Linked DNA regions of Sus scrofa: regions 2 and 3 are each linked to region 1. The links are chromatin contacts, called in public HiChIP or PLAC-seq maps. All regions are on one chromosome and are shown on one strand. Each heading gives the region's core, a stretch centred on a gene start, on an enhancer-like site or on the middle of the called end of the contact. The rest is flanking DNA. Distances are from core to core; before and after follow the strand shown. Region 1 holds the start of LIMK1 (LIM domain kinase 1). Region 2 holds the start of EIF4H (eukaryotic translation initiation factor 4H). Region 3 holds the start of LAT2 (linker for activation of T-cells family member 2).

What was found. HiChIP or PLAC-seq counts read pairs in DNA pulled down with a chosen protein or histone mark.
Region 2: an H3K27ac HiChIP or PLAC-seq map of alveolar macrophages shows a contact between it and region 1. The contact joins the promoter of EIF4H here to the promoter of LIMK1 in region 1. A contact is called at or near these places in 2 of 5 promoter capture datasets (fetal skeletal muscle and liver), 12 of 47 Hi-C or Micro-C datasets (alveolar macrophages, brain, embryonic fibroblasts and 8 more) and 2 of 2 datasets of contacts at active chromatin or transcription factors (alveolar macrophages and skeletal muscle).
Region 3: a contact with region 1 is called in an H3K27ac HiChIP or PLAC-seq map of alveolar macrophages. The contact joins the promoter of LAT2 here to the promoter of LIMK1 in region 1. A contact is called at or near these places in 2 of 5 promoter capture datasets (fetal liver and liver), 28 of 47 Hi-C or Micro-C datasets (alveolar macrophages, blood, brain and 16 more) and 2 of 2 datasets of contacts at active chromatin or transcription factors (alveolar macrophages and skeletal muscle).

What each region holds. Positions count from the first base shown.
Region 1 is chr3:11,251,253-11,256,079 of Sscrofa11.1, reverse strand. It overlaps LIMK1 (LIM domain kinase 1), which reads right to left and starts at 3,260. Exons shown (of 16, transcript XM_021086335.1): 1 at 3,135-3,260; 2 at 1,451-1,547. The coding sequence starts at 3,189.
Region 2 is chr3:11,318,762-11,323,245 of Sscrofa11.1, reverse strand. EIF4H (eukaryotic translation initiation factor 4H) reads right to left here and starts at 1,760. Exons shown (of 6, transcript NM_001243448.1): 1 at 1,646-1,760. The coding sequence starts at 1,704.
Region 3 is chr3:11,352,163-11,356,500 of Sscrofa11.1, reverse strand. It overlaps LAT2 (linker for activation of T-cells family member 2), which reads right to left and starts at 2,628. Exons shown (of 13, transcript NM_001243411.1): 1 at 2,351-2,628.

The DNA of each region.
Region 1 (4,827 bases), core at 2,011-4,510:
TGGCAACGCCAGATGCGAACTGTGTCTGCGGCCTACACCACAGTTCATGGCAATGCCAGATCCTTAACCCACTGAGCGAGGCCAGGGATCGAACCTGCAACCTCATAGTTCCTAGTTGGATTTGTTTCCACTGTGCCACGACGGGAACTCCTAAACATTATGTTTTAAAAAGAAAAAAAATTCCGTAAGAGTCTCCCACGGCCTAAATTAAACTCCTTCACCTGGTGGTTGATGCCCTGACCCCAGCTGGGCCTCCCAGGTTTGCGTTTCCTCCTTCCCCCTGCCCCCTCTTGGCTGCCTCTCAACATACGGAACTCCGGGGCCAGGGATCAGATCAGAGCCACAGTCTCGACCTAAGGGGAAGCTTAGGCTGGATCCTTAGCCCACTGTGCCAGGTTAGGGATTGAACCAGCATCCCAGGGCTCCTAAGACACTGCCAATCCCAATGCACCACAGCAGGAGCGCCTACCCTCCCCCCTCTTTTTTTTTTTTTTAATTTGTCTTTTTAGGGCCCCACCCCCACCATATGGAGGGTCCCAGGCTAGGGGTCAGATGGGAGCCATAGCCACTGGCCCATGCCACAGCCACAGCAACCCTGGATCCGAGCCACATCTGCGACCCATATCACAGCTCACGGCAACAGTGGATCCTTAACCCACTGAGCGAGGCCAAGGATCGAACCTGCGTACTCATGGATACCAATTGGGTTCATTACCACTGAGCCACCAATTGGGTTCATTACCACTGAGCCACGACTGGAACTCTCTTCCCTCTTTTTTGCTGCCTTCCTGCCTAAATGTGGCTGTTCACCAACTGGGCCAGGCCCTGTCACTAGCCTGCCCTTTGAACCTGCTGGGTCCTCGGTCTGGAATCATTTCCCACCATGCCTCTCCATGTGGGAAATCGCACGTCCTCTGGACCCCGGCTCTGGCCCTACAGAGTATCTAAGGCTGTCCCTGCCCCTGCTTCTCAGGACAGTCCTCCTGGGCTGCTGGGCCACAGCTCTGAGCCTACTCTTTTCACTGGGAGTCAGTATCCAGAGGGAAGGGACTGATCTTACTGGTTATGCATCTTCACAACCAGCCTGTGGTCAGTGAAGGAGGCTGGGCTCCCCCCAGGGCCTGGTTGGTCTCCCTCCTCTCCCTGGAGCACCAGTACCCAGAAAGCAGGGTGCACTGCCCTCCACCTCCCCCACGCCCCGCCAAGGTGCCAGCAGGCTGTGGTATTAGGAGCATAAATGCGAGCCGCTCCTTATCTCTCCTTGGAGGTCTAGAATGACAAAAGGGAAAGGCCTCAAGGGATCTTCCAGTCCAAATGCCTCATTTTACAGACAGGGAAACAGAGGCCAAGGACTCGCTGGAGGTCACAACCAGACATGGCACCAGGAGGGATGGCCATGTCTCTGGCAGGCCTTGCTGAGAGCATCCCAGCACCCGCCAGCCCACCCTACCTGAAGCAGTCTGCGTGCCAGTCAGCATTCAGGGCCTGGAGGTACTGGCCATCATAGATCCTCTGGCCGCAGCTCGCACACACGGGCAACTCGCTTCCTGCAGGGGAGAGAAGGGCGTTGGGAACCATTCTCAGGCAGGGCAGTTTGCTGCAAGCCTGCCTGACCCCACATGCACATCCACAGATCCTGGTGCACACACGCAGCGCCAGGCTGAGCTGTGCAGGACTGAGCACGTAGGTCTGAGAGTCTTGCTGAGACCACGGCTACGTCACCAAGCCCCTCTGCGCCTCAGTTTCTCTATCTGTAAACCGAGGAGGAGGAGCAGATGTCTGCCCTCCAGCAATGGCATTCTTCAACGCAGGGTCCGGCAAGAGAAAATGGGGAGAGAGAAAGCAGCATGATTTAGAAATAAGGCAGTGGCACTCCTGTCACAGCTCCCTTTCCTCCCCTGCCTGCCCAGGAAGTGGACCCTTCAAAGGGCAGGGACCGGACAGAGCTATGGAAGGCCTGGCTATGCCCTGGCCTAACAAGGGGCCAGGGCCACAGGGCTGAGCAATCCCAGACACCTGCTCCGGGGAGGCCTGGCACCTGGTCAAGCTGGCCTCTAGGCATGCTTAGTCATCCTTAGGGCCTGGCACCCTTGGGGCTGGGTGGGCCCTAGAGATCCCCCAGCTTGCCCCTTCCTGTTATACAGATGGGGAGACTGAACCCTGGAAAGGGTAAGGCTGGCTGGGTCACTAGCCAGGCTCCAAGACCCTCCAAGAGGACCTAGAGACCCAGGGGCTACCATAAGGTGGGCCCCTGCTCCAAGTGGGCCTTCACAGACCTGGGGGAAGGCTGGCAGGAGTCCTAGGAGAGGGCAGGGCTGGAGGGGCCAGCACAGTAGGATCTTTGTTGGAACAGGAAGGCCTATGAGGTGGCTCAGCAACAGAAAGCTGGGAAAGAAGACCCCATGGAGGGAATCTGGGGTGGGGGGGCTTCATACCCTAACTGTCCTGCAAGGCCAAGGCTTGGGGCCCAGTAGGGGCAAGGGACGCTAGAGGACGCTATTATGAGTCATCCTCCCAGCCAAGACTGGCAGGCACTAGGTTTGGTGCAGAGAGAGGGGTTGGGGGCCCCAGTACACAGCCAAAGGTTCCATGCAGGCGCACCTCTGCTCTGCCCACCCGGCTCCCAACAACGAGGACCGGGGCCCAACTGTCCAAAAGGGTAAACTGAGGCCTGGCCGGTAGCGCCTGGCTCAAGGTCACGAGTCGGCCAGGCGCGGGGCTGCGCCTCGGACCCAGAACTGCGGCTTCCCCAGCATCTCTTCTTTCCCAAACGGGCTAGAGAATGGGTAAGGGCTGGGCAGGCGGTGCTAGGGATTCCTCCGGGGTGGTCGTGGGTCGGGGGATGGGAGAAGGTAGGGATGAAAGGGAGGAGGGGCCCTCCGCCCGCGGGAGGGCAGCCCACCCGGGCGAGGAGGGGGAAACGGGATGGGAGCGTATCAGGGAGGGGCCTACGGGCTTCGGAAGGACGAGCTCATCCCGGAGGACACAGGGGCGCGGCCCGGCGGCAGACCCGGCCTCCACGGCGGCCCGGCCCGGCCCCCTCCCGTGCCCCCCGCTTCCCCGTCTTCCCCCGCGCGGCGCCCCCGCCCGCCAGGCCCCGGGGTCGGCGTCCCGCCGGCCAGCGCCCCGCGCACCTTCCTCTCCCATACGTTCTTCCCTCCAGGTGCAACAAAGTAGCGTCAACCTCATGCACTCGGCGGGGGGCGGGGCCCGGCGGGGCTGGGGCTGGGGGCGGCCCGGGCCCGGTGCGCTCGCCCGCAGCCGCCACCGCCGCCGCCGCCGCCGCCGGCCCGGGAGGCGGGGGCGGAGAGCGCGGGCCGGGCCGGAGTGGGCTCGGGGCTCGCGGCGCCGCCGCCGCCTCTCGGACACCGGCACCGGCTCCGCGCCGCGGCGGCCTGGGCACCAAGCGGAGGGGCGGGCCGGGGCGGGGCCTCGGAGCTGCGGCACGGGGGCGGGGCGGGGCGCGGGCGAGCGGCGGATCTGCCCTGCGCGGCCCCGCCCCGCGCCTTCAGCGGCGCCCCGCCCCGCCCGGCCCCGCTCGGCTCGGCTCCTGCTTTCATTCATCTTTCCTGAACGGCAATTCTCTGCTCGGCGCCCCCGAGCCAAGCGGAAAGCTGCGGCTTAGGTGGGATACGTGCTCTGATTCAGCGACAACCTAGGGGATGTAGAAACTCCAATTAGGGGCCTCAGTTTCCCCGCGGGGAGCGCCTCTGACCCCAAGCCTGCTGGATAGAACCTAGAACCGAGACCTGACCCGGAGGAGAAGTTCTGGACCCTGAGGACCGTAGTGGTTGCCTCAGGGAGGGGCGCCTGCCAGGTCCTCTCCCTCTCTGAGGCCTGCCAGTGAAGGCAGGCTCCGGCAGGGACGGGGGGAAGGAGATGGCCACGTTTCAGGCCCTCACCAGCTAGGCAGGGGCGCTAAGGGAGCAGGACCTTGGGGAGGATGTGACACCTGAGCTCAGGGATTTGCTTCTCCTAGTGCTGGAGACCGGGAGCTGGCGCCGCCCTGCCCCTGGTTCAGGGGGCACAGCTGGATGGGGTTTTGGCTGAGTGAAGTGGCCAGAGGAATTGGGCGGTCCCTAAAGCACACGGTGCTCAGTCCAGCACTGGGAGCCTGGAGCACCCCGCCAACAGCTGAAGAATCTACAACTAACCCTTACAGAATGGACTTGTGGCCACAAAAGATTCTTGAAAAGAAGCCAGAGATTGGAGTTCCTGTTGTGGTGCAGTGGTTAACGAATCTGACTAGGAACCATGAGATTGCAGGTTTGATCCCTGGCCTTGCTCAGTGGGTTAAGGATCTGGCGTTGCCGTGAGCTGTGGTGTAGGTCGCAGACGCAGCTCGGATCCCACATTGCTGTGGCTCTGGTGTAGGCCGGTGGCTACAGCTCTGAGTAGACCCACTAGCCTGGGAACCTACATATGCCCTGCGAGTGGCCCTAGAAAAGGAAGAAAAAAAAAAAGGCAGAGATTGAAGACTGTGAGACTAGCGAAGAGGGAGTTCCTGTTGTGGTGCAGGGGGTTAAGAATCTGGCTAGTATCCATGAGGACGCAGGTTTTTTTTTTTTTTTTTTTTTTTTTTGTTGTTGTTGTTGCTATTTCTTGGGCCGCTCCCGCGGCACATGGAGGTTCCCAGGCTAGGGGTTGAATCGGAGCTGTAGCCACTGGCCTATGCCAGAGCCACAGCAACGCGGGATCCGAGCCGTGTCTGCAACCTACACCACAGCTCACGGCAACGCTGGATCATCAACCCACTGAGCAAGGGCAGGGACCGAACCCGCAACCTCATGGTTCCTAGTCGGATTCGTTAACCACTGCGCCACGACG
Region 2 (4,484 bases), core at 511-3,010, 69 kb before region 1:
GATTCATTTCTGCTGCGCTACAATGCGAACTCCAGAAATTTACTTTTGATTATGTTCTGCTGTTCAAGGCACTCCAACTGTCAAACTGACATTTACTGAAAGTCCACTTGAGCACCTCAAGCCAGCAGAACAGCTGGTAAAGGCAAAATTAAAAAACAAAACCCCAGGCTCTGTATAACGCGACTAACAATGTAGTCCCAAACCAACTAAAATTCCTTGGATCTGTCTTAATTTGTTTTCAAATTACCTAGGGTTTTCCTAGATAGTTTCAAATGTTTTTTGAAACCAGTGAAAGAAAAAAAACAAAAAACAAAACAAAACAAAACCCTAGTTATTAAATTTCAAGATGACTGAAGTACACATTTGATGTCTAGAAACCTACCCCAAAGGCAGTAATTCTACCTGTCGTCCAACATCTATTTCTTTTTTATTAGCAAATAAAGTATTCTTTGAAATAACTGGCGGCTCCACCTCCCTTAACTTCTATGTTCTAGTGCCCTGAATGTTACTGGGTACGCTCCTACACCCAAACAAGCTTTTTTATTTGAGCCATTCCCAAACCAAGGTATTAAAAGATCATTCTTCACCAAACAAAGATACTATAGGGATTGAAACCCAGGAGACCGGACACCTCAGTAAGTACTATTGTGGTGTTATCTGGGAAAGTAATCCTTTCTGTGTACCACACAAAGGCCAAGTGTGCCGCTGACAAATAGCAAAATATTCATAGCTACCTTCTAAATTCTGTATGAGGTTAACTCGCGTCTAAAAAAAAAAAATTATCCAGGGCGAGTTCCTGGAATTAAGCACCGTATAAGCAAGCTTATTCGCCAGTCAGGGATTTTTCTTTCCAACAAGGTGCCTCAGTTACATATAGTCTGTGTAGCACCAGAATCAGAACGAAGGCTAAATGCGGTTCCTTCTCCAGATCAGATGGAAAAACCGGGCAGAATAACACTTTCTGCCAAGAAGCAAGAAGCACTTGTCAACGAGGCACTCTGACCCAAGACAGGATAGATACAATGCGGTGATGTACTTGTTTTGGTTGGTCTCCCCCCATTCAGGGCTGAATTGGCCTATTCCTGGGCTCCAGCCGCCAAATCCCAGCCTCACACGTAAAGGGAAGGGAATCGCCCCTCTCTCGGCCTTCCGACCTTACCCAGCCCGCTGGCCTCATGGCGAAAGGAACCAGGAAGCCTGCAGTGCAGGCGGACAAACAGGACAACAGGAAGCCGAGGCCAGGACCGGAGCAGGGAAGGCCGCGGCCCCCACCCCTGCGTCGCAGCACAGCCGTACTGGGGGATGGGGCTGGAAACGGGAGCTTGTCCTCATAGGCACTCGGCGCGGCTGCGGCCCGGCCCTGAGGTCGAGGCACAGGGAAGACGACGCGTCACAGGTAGCGGGGGGCACAGGGAATGATCTGCCCCGCGAGCAAAACCTTGGGAGCCTAACCGCCGCCCTCCCCTCCCCGAGCGCGCCATTTCCAGGCTCCGGCCCTCCAGGCGCCTCTCCACCAGGCCTCCGCCGGTCCAGCCCGGCTCCTACTGCTTGCCGCCCCGGGTGAGCGCCGGAAGGCCGCCGCCCAGGGGCCCCCGACCCCGCCTGCCTCCCGCGCCCGGCCTGGGCCAGCGCACGCCCGCCTCACCCTCTGCCGCCGCCAAAGCTGCTGTAGGCCCGATCGTCGTAGGTATCGAAGTCCGCCATTTGCCGTCTCCGCTCCGAGAGGAACCAGGGTGAGCGAGGAAGGACCCCGCAATATAACTCCCCCCGCCCCGCCGCCGGGGCTGTCCTCCGCGCCGCCTGATCGCAAATCGCACGCACGCACGCGCGCGTGCGCGCACATAAGCCGCGCCGCGCCCGGCCTGGGCGGACGGGCCTCTTCTGGCCCGGCGCGCTTTGCGGCCCACGTGGGGCGGCAGCACCTCGGCCGAGCGCCTGCCCTCGCGCCGCTGCCCATTGTGTGCTAGCCCAGGGGCTTCAACCCGCAGCTGCCTCCTGCCCCCGCCCCGCCCCGCCCCGCGCGTGGACATGAGCCTTGCGTTCCCTCGCGAACCTCTGGTCGCTTCCTCTGCGCGCTGTGAAGGCTTTCCGGGCTGGCCTTGGAATCTGCGCCGGGCCCGCGGTGCTTCTGTCACTTAGCTTTTCGAACTCCAGACCTGGGAGGGACCACAGAGGCCTCCTCCGCTTGGCTCCACTCCGACACCCTCCCGGCCAAGCGGTCGCTCTCTTAACACCAGCATAAGGGTCACCTCCCCCAGGACGGAGACCCCACAGAGCTAAGCACTCGTTGAGAATGCACAGAGGCGAAGGGCCTGGGAAGGGTGAGATCTGGGAAGGGTGAGATCGAGGTCAGGATCCGAGCATGCAAGTCGATAGGGATGCTTTTCTGAATGCGGCCTGGATGTTGGCAGGGAGTGGGTATTGGGACTGGAGTATAGGTTATTGTAGCAGCAAGAGTTGGAGCCTCTTTCTTTTGAAAAAGAATTGCCTCAAGCAATAGCAAAGAATGGATATGCAATGAGAAGTCATTACCTTGGTAATGTCTAGGAAGAATTTAAAAGAATCAGGATTTTTGCAGTACCTGCTTTGTACTGTTGTATATATTTAACCATTTTCTGCTACTGTATCCCAGTGCTGGCATCCACAGGGCAGCTGTTAACGCCTTTTTTGCTTTTGTTTCTCTTTCTTTCCAAGTAATAAAACCACTTAACTCTACAGTGGACCCAGAGTAACCTGGGCTGTGCCTCTTACTGTGTGGCCTCAAGCAAGTTATTTAATCTCTTTAGTTTCTAAACTTTATCATGCTGTCGTAAGGGGAGGCTGTTACCCACCTCCTCAGATTGTAAAGATTAGATGAAAAAATGGTAAAATTCCTGGTCCACAGTAATTTCATTATCAGCACCTACATTGGTGTTTTACATAGAGTTTACAAATCTCTTTTGGCTGTGTACCACCACTCAGAGGAAGAGGCTTGCCCAAGGTCACACTCCTTTGATCTGAAGGCCTACGGCTCAGAGAAGAACCAATGATTTTTTTTTTTTTTTTTTTTTTTTTTGCTTTTTAGGGCCGCACCCACAGTATATGGAGGTTCCCAGGCTAGGGGTCTAATTGGAGCCATAGCCACCAGCCTACGCCAGAGCCACAGCAATGCCAGATCTGAGCTGTGTCTGCAACCTACAACACAGCTTACGGCAACGCTGGATCCTTAACCCACTGAGCAGAGCCAGGGATCGAACCTGCAACCTCATGGTTCCTAGTAGGATTTATTAACCACTGAGCCATTACGGGAACTCCCAGATGCTACTTTCTCTAAAATGCCTTTGTGTAGTGGTGAAGCTCGTGGGTGCCTTTCAAACTCCCTGTATTTAAATTGTGGCCAAACCACTTAACTGTTAGCTGTGTGACTCAAGCCAATTGTTTAATCTGTCACTTCTTTGGCTAGAAAAGAATAATAATCATTGTGATAACAGTTTTCAGTATTCAGCCTTTTTTTTTTTTTTTTTCTTTTTGTCTTTTTGCCTTTTCTTGAGCTGCTTCTGCAGCATATGGAGGTTCCCAGGCTAGGGGTCTAATCGGAGCTGTAGCCACCGGTCTACGCCAGAGCCACAGCAACATGGGATCCAAGCCTCGTCTGCGACCCACACCACAGCTCACAGCAATGCCAGATCCTTAACTCACTGAGCAAAGGCAGGGATCAAACCTGCAACCTCATGGTTCCTAGTCGGATTCACTAACCACTGCGCCATGACGGGAACTCCAGTATTCAGCTATTTTAAAAAAATTGTATTGCAGTAGAGTGATGTACAATGGTGTTAGTTTCAGGTGTACAGCAACGTGGTTTGGTTATACATAGAGACATAGCCATTCCCGTATAGGTTATCACAGAATACTGAGTAGATTTTCCCGTGCTATACAGCAGGTTCCCCATTGACCATCCATTCCATATACTGTAGTGTGCATAGACCATTCCAAGCTCCAGATCCTTCCCTCCCCCCACCCATCCCTTTTGGTAATCATACGGTTTGTTTTCAAAGTCTGTGAGTCTGTTTCTGTTTTGTAAATATGTTTATTTGCATCATTTTTTTTTTTAGATTCCACATATAAGTAATATTACATGCTATTTGTCTTTCTCTGACTTACTTCACTTAGTGTAATAATCTCTAGGTCTGTCCATGTTGCTGCAAATGGCACTTCATTCTTTTTTTATGGCTGAGTAATATTCCATTGCATATATGTACTACATTTTCTGTATCTATTCCTCTGTTGATGGATATTTTAGTTGCTTCCATGTCTTGGCTATTGTAAATAGTAGTGTTCAGCTATTTTTAAGTTCTGACAGGTTGGTGTTTTATTGCTGAAATACTGTTAACATATCTAAAATAATCTGAAATATAAATCATTTTTGTGTCAAGATTAAGATCAATGACTTAGTCAATTTATGTGAAAAGACATACTAATAGTCTTACAAATCTATGTGGATATGC
Region 3 (4,338 bases), core at 1,379-3,878, 100 kb before region 1:
CCTGCCCCTGCCTCAGAGTCTCTTGGCCTCAGTTTCCTCCTCTATAAAATGGGGATCAAGCCTGTGTTTCCTCAAACCATTGTTGGGAGGACGAGCATGTCTGGCCTGGCTCAGAAGAGACGTTGCCCAGTGTCTTATTTCCAGCTGCTTGGACGGGTCCCTCGAGCTCCCACCTTTGGCATTTCCATCCTTTGGTCAAGACAGAGACTTTCTGCCCCCGAGGAGATTCAGGCAGAGACACACGGGGAGAGGCTGTCGCACAGATGCTCCCTGCAAGAGCCAGGGGGAGGGTCCAGCCCTGGCCACTCCCGGATTTCGCTTAAGACCCCAGAGCAAGTCCACACCCTTGTCCTGGGGGTTGAGGCCCCAGGACTTGGGCTGCTGACCTCTGCCACCCTCCCTCCCAGAGGACCCCGCCCGTCAGAAAGCCGCCTTGCCTGGGACAAGACGCACACTTCGGGGTGCCCCCAGCCCAAGCCCATTTCTACCCCTGGCCGTGCGTGAGGGAAGGGAGCGGGGCATAAGGTTTCCAATTCTGGCCCAGCATCCCCGGCTTCCGGTTGCCCCTCTGTTAAACCGGGGAAATGACTTTCAACCCTCAGGTTGGTCGTGTGAGGCCCAGCACTGAACTGACGCCTGCCAGGTGCTAGAGCAGGCTAGTGGGGCACAGTTGGCTGGGACCACCATGACTTGCCAGCACCACGGTCCCCAAAGGATGGAAAGCGGCAGCCGCAGCCTGTTGGGGCCAGAGCTGGCTGGACGGCCTGCAGTGAACAGTATGAGGCAACCCTACCTGAAACCTGCCTTGCCTGGTCCCCAAGATCTGCAGGTCTAAGCCCCCTCAACAACTGTCCAACACGGGGGCGGGGGGCGTTGTGCGGGGACCCTGGGAGGGGCTGGGATCTGAAGAGAGTGTGGCCTTTGCCCAGCCCCCCAGTTGTCCAAGACAGGCAGAGCATCACCTCGGAGACGCCAGCTCCTGCCTTCCGAGGGAGGAGAGGGAAGCCCAGAGAGGTGAGTACTCCTTCTGAGGTCACACAGCTGAGCGGTCAGAGCCGGCATCCGCTCCCAGGGTGGGCTGACGCCCGGGCCTACACTCTGCTACGTGAATCCTTCCTTACAGGACGTTTTAAAGATGTACACAATATTTTTTAAAAGACACTCGTTTGAGGAAAACCTCTGTGGCTGCCCCCCAGACGGAATCAATCTGTTCGCTTTCCTCCTTTCCCATCCAGGTCTGAGAGCAGGTGGGCGGGGGACAGGGAGGCGGAGGGGCTGGGCCCCAGCAGAGCCAGGCCTCGCAGCCGCAGGAGGGCCCCTAGGGGCCGGCAGGGCTGGGTGGGGTGGGGAGGGGAGGCCCTCAGCCCGTGGCCTGCGGGGCCAAAATAGCAGAAAGGGAAGTGGGCAGTTTTCATATGAACAAGGTTTGCAACAAGCCGATGGCGGAAAAGCTCTCGGGGCTGGGCTGAGCGAGCCTCAGCACCCACCTCCCGTCCCCAAGGCGCCTTGGTGGCCCTCCTGCCCGGCCTCCCAGCCCTCCTCATGCTGGAGAAGGGGAACCTGGGACCCCTAGGGCCGAAGGGCAGGCTCTGGGGGCTAAGCGGGGAGCCAGAGGTCCGGCCCAAGCCCTGAGAAGGCTTTATCCGCGGGGCTCTGCTCCATTTTCCCAAATGACCTTGGCCTTCCGATGAGGCCAGGAGGACTCCAATGGAGGCTCTTTACGCTCCAGCGGCAGGTGCAGGGGCCCGGACGGCAGCCCTTGTTCTGGGGCAGGGGTGGGGGATGGTGAACAGAGCGGCCACCACGAGCAGCCCAGGGCCTGTAGTTCCTCCAGCCGCACAGGAGCGAGCTGGCTGGGGCTCGGGACGGCCGGGACAGCCGCTTCTCCCTGGCCCAGGGCAGGACCTGGGCCTGCCCGTCTGTAGCGTCTCACCCGACCTCCCATAGCCCTGTGGCAGGGCAGCTCCAGTCCCATTATACAGATGAAGAAACTCAGGCTCACAGGCCTGCCCCGGGGAGCGGCTGCCCTGGGGCTCCCCAGGGCTGTGCGGGCTGGGCTGGGGAAAATGGGGGCAGGAGAGTAGCCGGAGCCCCAGAAATAGCTGCACCTCTAGTGCTGCAGGGTCTGGGGTGAGGGCCCCCTAGCCAGGGGTGCCAGGACAGTGCCGGGGCCAAGGCAGGGGGTGCCGGGCGGCCTGGCTTCTTCCCAGCCCCCACCCCCACCCCCAGCCGGCAGCCAAGTGCTCCTGCTCGGCCAGCGAGGCCACTCCCATCCCCTGTGGGGTGTCTGGGGACAGCTCAGGACCCCTGCCTTGGGGCCAGGCTCCAGGCACCCCTGGGAAAGGCTTACCTGAGAGCAGGCGCTCCTCACTGCGGCCACCTCATCCTGAGCCCACACACCTGCCCGAGCCGATGCCAACGCCACAGACACTGGCGGGCAGCAGGCAAGGCGGCGGGCTTCCTGTCAGCCACTGAATCATCCCTCACACATCCGCTGCTCTGCCGGACAGGCTCGGCTCTCACAGAGGCAGAGACAGAGAGAGACAGAGACAGAGACCAAGACGGAGGCGGAGACAGAGAGAGACAGAGAACAAGACGGAGGCAGTCAGGCAGAGAGAGAGACGTGCACGGACACACACACAACACACACTAAATACACACACACAACCACAACACACACAGGCCTCACAGAGGGGAAGAGACAGAGGGGGACAGGGAGAAAGAGCATGAAATAGGGCTGCTTGCATATCACGCACAGGCAGGGACAAAGAGTGGGAAGACACGGAGAGAGACACGCTGAAAACACAGAAACACAGAAATACACGTCCACACCCATACCCATGGGACATGGGTGGATGGGCGCAGAGAGATGCAAGCCAGGCCAGACATGACAAAGAGCCAGGAGTTCCCGTCGTGGCTCAGTGGTTAACGAATCTGACTAGGAACCGCGGGGTTGCGGGTTCAATCCCTGGCCTCGCTCAGTGGGTTAAGGATCCCGCGTTGCTGTGGCTGTGGTGTCGGCTGGCGGCTCCAGCTCCAGTTGGACCTCTAGTCTGGAAACCTCCATATGCCACCGGTGAGGCCCTAGAAAAGGTAAAAAACAAAAAACAAAAACAATAATAATAATAACAAAGAGCCAGAGGAGTTCCCATTGTGGCTCAAGGGGTTAAGAACCCAACTAGTATCCAAGAGGATGCAGGTTCAAACCCTGGCCCCTCTCAGGGGGTTAATGTTCCAGCGTTACCACAAGCTGTGGTGTAGGCTGCAGATGTGGCTCAGATCCGGCGTTGCTGTGGCTGTGGTGCAGGCCGGCAGCTGCAGCTCCAGCTGGCCCCTGGCCTGGGAACTTCCACATGCCGTGGGTGCGGCCCTCTAGAGAAAAAACAGCCAGAGACAAAGAGAGATGGATGGAGAGGCCACTGAGGTGAAGAGACAACGCTGGAGGATAGAAGGAAGGACAATCCCGGCTCCTCCTTCAGTCCCAGGAGCCTTCTCACCCCCATTTTCCAGATGAGGCTCGTGGAGGCGTGGAGCTGGCCCCAGGCAGGCGGCAGGCCCGGGCCGGGGTGGGGGGAAAGCAGGGCAGTTAGGACCCAGCCCCCAGGCTCTCCACCTGCTGCCCAGCCCCTGGGCACTTCCTTCAGAGGTGAGAACGGTGCTGAGAGGTGGGTGCCCCACACGCAGCACACATTCTCCAGGGCCTCCTGTTATGTGTCACTAAACACCTTGTCCAAGGCCACTGAACTCTTAGTGGCACGCCACCCCATGAGGGTCTCCCAACCCCCACCTGCCTGGCATCTCAGAGCCTGGGCTCCCGAGCTCTGGGGCCCGTCTTGGCTGGGGCGGGGCTTTCAGCCCCAGCCTGGGGTGGCCCGGACGTCCCAGACCAGGCCAGGCAGTCCAGCCGCAGTGGAAGTGCCCCCAGGAGGCCCTGCCAGAACCGAAACAGAAACACAGGGGCTGGGCGCCCTCTGCTGCCACCCTGTGGGAGAGAAGGGTAGCGCAGGGACCCGAGATCCCTGGGCAGAGTGCCAGAAGTTGTCTCCACGGCAAACTGTGACACAAGGACTAAAGCCAACCTTATCTGAATTGCAGAGCTGCACCTGTGACGCACGCTGCCTCCCTCGTTCCACATGGGGCAGTGCAACGTGTAAGGCCCACGGCAACACTTTCCAGGGACACCTTGGCAAGGGCATAGACTAAGAATCCTAGAGGTAAGCTGGTTGTGAACACAGAGTCCAAAGCCTGTTGTCTCTTCACCACCCATGAGTTCAGGTCCTGGCTGGGACCACCTGCCTGGACCCTCCTCACCCACGAGGACGAGCCAGAGTGGGTCTC